Regions from separate parts of the Manis javanica genome. Here region 2 is linked to region 1. The links are chromatin contacts, called in public Hi-C maps. All regions are on one chromosome and are shown on one strand. Each heading gives the region's core, a stretch centred on a gene start, on an enhancer-like site or on the middle of the called end of the contact. The rest is flanking DNA. Distances are from core to core; before and after follow the strand shown. Region 1 holds the start of SIK3 (SIK family kinase 3). Region 2 holds the start of ZPR1 (ZPR1 zinc finger).

What was found. A called contact is a pair of places that touch in the nucleus more often than the background predicts.
Region 2: a Hi-C map of blood shows a contact between it and region 1, with 7 times the contacts expected there. The contact joins the promoter of ZPR1 here to the promoter of SIK3 in region 1. A contact is called at or near these places in 2 of 2 Hi-C or Micro-C datasets (blood and fibroblasts).

Annotation. Positions count from the first base shown.
Region 1 is chr6:146,240,902-146,243,561 of MJ_LKY, forward strand. It overlaps SIK3 (SIK family kinase 3), which reads left to right and starts at 1,322. Exons shown (of 26, transcript XR_012132740.1): 1 at 1,322-1,621.
Region 2 is chr6:146,509,814-146,512,473 of MJ_LKY, forward strand. It overlaps ZPR1 (ZPR1 zinc finger), which reads left to right and starts at 1,316. Exons shown (of 13, transcript XM_036992725.2): 1 at 1,316-1,538; 2 at 1,684-1,845; 3 at 2,205-2,295; 4 at 2,658-2,660. The coding sequence starts at 1,368. APOA5 (apolipoprotein A5) reads left to right here. Exons shown (of 4, transcript XM_017654120.3): 4 at 1-275.

The DNA of each region.
Region 1 (2,660 bases), core at 72-2,571:
CATAGTCAGATGGGGAATTAGAGTGCAAGTATATATCTTTTGGTCAGAGAGAGTAAAACTGCGCCCTCCTCACACACCTACAGTCCCCTGGGCATCCACTTTTAATATTGTACATGCAGTGACCTGACAACACAGCTGAGACACGCAGGTGGATGGCTGGGGACTGGACTGAAGGATGCACGTGCACATCGGAGTGTCTGCAAGTCTTCCCTCCTCCCCGCTAGCCTGCTGAAGACCTTGTCACTGACAGCCCGATAGCCTTTCCCTCCTCAACCCCAACTAAAGCGGTTAGGTCCACCTACTTAATAAAGGAAAGGGGGGGGAAAAGGGAAATCTGGAGGGTGTGGAATGCCAAGTAACAGAGGAGCAAAGAAAAAGGGAGACGAGATTTATTATTGGAATTATACGTGTGATCACCTTTAATGTCCTTGGGAGGGTCACCAGTAGGATGGAATTTTTATTTTATTATTTACATACTTATTTTGCCCAACAGACTGTCGTCTGCCTACATAACCGTGACGTGGGATGCGGGCAGTGTGCACCGCTGCTTCGTCAGGGTTATACAAGCGATGGAAGTGGGACGCCGGCGCTGACAGTCATCTGGCTATGGAATTGTTCGGGGACAGGGTGGGAGGAAGGAGAATGGGCACCTCCCGCGGCCCCCGCCTAGCCAGTGGCTGGGATGCCTGTTTGGGCTGGTTCCCCCGCCCTCGAGCACGCAGATCCTGGTTTCCCCATTGCCCTCCGTTGGGTGACAATTAGGTTGGTTGCGCCGGTGAGCTGGGTTTTGTAAGAGGAAGGAATTTTCCGAAGAATTCCCCTGCCTCGCTCCCGCCTGGTTACCTATCCCTGCCTTTGCGGCCTCAAGGGCTAAAGTGGGACGCGGCTGGTATTTTTGGTGAACAGGAAACATTTTGCGTTAGAGAGCCTGCGTGACCGCCGAAGTGGGACGGGGGGCGCACTAGGGGTCACCTGAGCGATGCCACACGCGGCGGGGCCGGCTCTGCGTCTGGGAGCGCGGCGGCGGCTCGGGGCGCGCGGGGGCGCTGGCGGCGCCCACGGTGTCCTCCCCAGAGGGGGGCGCCCGGGAGCCCGCGCCTCGGGAACCCGGCCCACGCGGGAAGGTCGAGCTGCCCGTGAGGTCACGGTTGCCATGACTCCGGGCAATGACGCGCGTCGGCACGTGACGCGCGGTTGCCATGGCTCCGGGCCCCGGCGGCGCGGGCGCCCCGCCCCCCGGGGTGACGTCCGCCAGCTCCCCCGCCCCCCTCCTTTTCCCGCCCCCCCGCCCTCTCCCCCCCCCACCCCGCCGGCTCCCGCGGCCCGGGAGGTTTCACTGCACAACAAGATGGCGGCGGCGGCGGCGAGCGGAGCTGGCGGGGCTGCCGGGGCCGGGGCGGGGGGAGCCGGGCCGGCCGGCCGCCTGCTGCCTCCGCCCGCCCCGGGGCCCCCGGCCGCCCCCACGTCGGTGCCCCCGGCGGCCGGCCCGCCGCGTCCCCCGGCCCCGGCCTCCCGCGGGCCGGTGCCTGCCCGCATCGGCTACTACGAGATCGACCGCACCATCGGCAAGGGCAACTTCGCCGTGGTCAAGCGGGCCACGCACCTCGTCACCAAGGCCAAGGTAGCGGCGCGGTGGGGCTGGGGGCCGCGGGTGCGCAGCCCGGGACCTGGCGTCCGAGTGCGGCGGCGGCCGGAGGGACCGGCGACAGCGCGCCGAGGGGTCGGCGCGGCGAGCGCGGCTCGGGCTGTCGGGGAGCGCGGGGCAGCGGGCAGGGGCCGTCGGGGCGGCGCGGGGGGCGCGAGAGGGGAACTCCGGGGCGGAGGGGAGGGGGCCGCCGAGCTCCGGGACCCGGGACGCCGCGGTTGGGGAGGGGGCTCCCCGGAGGGCAGCGCAGGGGCTGGGTGGAGAGAGGTTTGAACTCTGGCCGAGCCAGGAGACTGTAAGCCAAGACGACTGTGGAACCAGCAATTAGGAAATCCTGCGGGAAGGAGGGCAGGGGCACAGGAAATGGGCACCAGGAGGTGGGGGGAGACAAGGGCGATCTGGTCAGGAGAGGGCCAAGGCCGGCCGGGATGTGCCCGGGGGTGTGCGGTGGGCGCAGGGTGCGGGGAGGTAGCAGGCGCCTGGGACCTTATGACAGATCCGGTCCGCGTTGGATCGGCCCTGACGGGGGGACGGGGGGAATGGGAGCCCGAAGACCGACAAGATTATTTTGACTGCAGGAGGCGATGTAGAAAATGGGGAAATCAGGAGGGAAAATTACTTTGCTTTTCCGCAGGAAGGGGCGCACATGGTGGCACTAGGTAAGCAGGGGTTAAACAATTTGGGAGAGCTGGAGTGCTGGTTATTTTTAGTTGCTGGACGGTCTGGAATTGTGGGCTTCATAGAACACAGGGTGGGCTCACGGTGGTCGGGGTGGGGGGGAAGGCCTGGTGACCGAGGACGTGTGTGAGGAACCCGGACACCAGGGGATCACACTCACGGGGCCCTTTGGTTCTCAAGGGATTTGTGGAGCTGTAGTAGTGAAATTAGCCAAGGTCGATTAGGAAGCCATATATGTACACACATAACATTTTACGTAGAAGATTCATTTTTCCTGTGGAAATACGGGTTAGCCCTTTCCTGTAGCCTTCATCACTGGGACTGTTGGAATGTAAGA
Region 2 (2,660 bases), core at 66-2,565, 270 kb after region 1:
GAGGAGAGCATATGATGTGTGTGTGTTTATATATCTCCTGGCTCTGATGCTGATGGGTACAAATGGTGGGGGTGTGATGAGAGGGAGCAGAGCCCATTTTCTTCTTGCATAGCTTTACATCTAAACAGCTGACCAAGCCCTTCAAACTGTGGGGGTTTCTTAGACCCTCTGAAGTATCTGTGTGCTCTCCCCATCTCCAGCTCTTCCCTCCTGATTCCCAGGCTGAAGTCTAGACTTCTGACTCAGAAGAAATATATGCTTATGATGGAAGCTTATTTGCCTGCTGTGATTCTCATTTGGAGCATGTCTGAAAGCAGTGGCCTCACCACTATCCCAAATGCACACCCATCACCCACCCCAATCCCTTGCTGGTCTTCCTCATTGTCCAGGTCTGTCAGAAGGATCTGGGGTAGCTGGGCTCTGCTTTAGATGACAGCTGTCTGTCATGCCTAGGGGTGGGCCTGGAAGCAAGCCCAGGTTGGAGCGCATCTCCTGGGGGACAACAGGGGCAAACGAGGCGCCTTGTCTCAAGCTCTTGTAGTCAGACCTACGGACTAGTGGTTAGAACTCTGTGCAGTGTAGCTATTGCTAAGGAGCAGAAAACTGCCCTGGATCTGAGAAGTGATGACGCTGGGGTCCTTGTTTGCAGAGTCGAAGAATGGACTTAGCAAACACCCAAGGTAGGAGAGCCAGGGAGAGGCTTTTATTGAGAGATACAATGAGGACAGAGATCCTGGCTCACACTGTGAGTGGACAAGAGAGCCTGGGGTGGTGTGTTGTCTAGGGGATTTATGGGCAGTTGAGGATCTTTGGGAACCGATAAAGGCCTTAGGGTGTGGACTTGTTAAAAGTGGTCTTAGGATGTTTGCCCTTGATGAGACATTAAGTCCCTTTTTAGCACGTTAAAGTGAATCTTACACATGATTACAAACGAATAGCATAATAAAAACATGGGCTACTTTCCTTTATCTGGGGAGTATCAATTGATCTCAGCGAAGAATGACTCTAGAGCTTAATGTTTAACACAGCGTTTTGGTAGGGGGTTTCCTTGCATATAGTTACATTACTCTGACTGTAAATATCCTGCCTTGCTTTTCCCGGAGTCCCTCACCCTACACTGACTACACCCACGGTCCCTGTCTCAGTGACACCTACGTTGAGGTGGAGGCAAAGCCTGAAGCCGACTGTCTGTGAAAGTCTGGACCGTGTATTCCCTGTAACCTGGAAGACTTGTCAGAGAAGGTTCCGAGGGCCCAGGTTTGCGGCCTCTTTAAGAGGGGGCGGGGAACAGTGGCGTAAGTGACGGAAGAGGTGGGTCCACAGAGGAGCGGAAGCCGGAAGTGGGGCCCTCTCCGCACGTGGTCGCGATGTCGGCTGGCGGGGCAGTGGAGCCCGGCCCCCCGGGAGCTGCTGTTGCCCCCTCGCCCACCCCTGCCCGGGCCTCCGCCCCGGGGCACTTGTTCCGGCCTATCAGCGCCGAGGACGACGAGCAGCAGCCCACCGAGATCGAGTCGCTGTGCATGAACTGTTTCCGCAACGTGAGGCGGGGCGCGGGCGCGGGCGGCGGGGGACTGAGCTGCGGCCGGCCGGGTGGGCGCGGGCCGGGCTACCGGGCGGCCCGCGGTCAGTCACTGGGAAGTGCGGTTCCATCGGTTCTCTCCTTAGCGCCTTTCTGCCTCCCAGGGAATGACACGCCTGCTGCTCACCAAGATCCCCTTCTTCCGAGAAATAATCGTGAGCTCCTTTTCCTGCGAGCACTGCGGCTGGAGCAACACGGAGATCCAGTCGGCAGGCAGGATCCAGGACCAGGGAGTGCGCTACACCCTGGCCGTCAGGGCCCAGGAGGTGAGAGGAGCCGGGGCCGGTTCCGCAGCGTCGCACGGAAGGCTTGGGGTTTGAGTCCCAGCTCTGGTCCCTGCGGAGGGGCCTTCGTGTCTAAGCCCACTTCCCCCCTTTTGGGAAATGGGGCTGGCGCTGTCATCTCTTTGTCAGAGGGCCTCAGATTAGCAGCAGTTGTTATGCGTAGTGCTGTCATTCCCGCAGCCTGGCTCCTAGCACGGGACTGTTCCGCAGGGGTCGTCTGAGCCCCTGGAGTGGAGACTGGAACCCTCTGGGTTGGGGTCTGATGCAGGGGAACAGTCTGTTGCTTCCTGACGGTAGGATGTACTGTGGACCCTTCTGGCTGAGTTTTTCTTTCTGCCCAGGATATGAACAGAGAAGTAGTGAAGACTGACTCTGCCACCACAAGGATCCCAGAGCTGGATTTTGAAATTCCTGCCTTCAGCCAGAAGGGAGGTAAGTTTAAGATCAGGGTAGTTGGGCTTTTCATGCCCTGCTGGAATCTTACTAATTTACTTGCACAGTCCCCGGTTCCAGGTCTAGTGGCTTGATTATGGGTTTGGCCATGTAGCTTTTGTGCTCTTCATTGGTTTAGCATAAGCAGAAAGCTTGCGGTCATAGATGGTGATAGTAAGAGGGCAATGTGCATGTAACAGAATTTTAGCATCGCTGTTACTAGAGATGAATGGAATCTTGTTCCCTGCCTGCCTCCTCCTTTTACAAATGAAACTAAGGCCCAGAGAGTTCAAGTGAATTGCTCAGGATCGTACAGGCACTTGATAGCAGAGCCAAAACTCACCCGTCTTCTTATTCACCAGCTT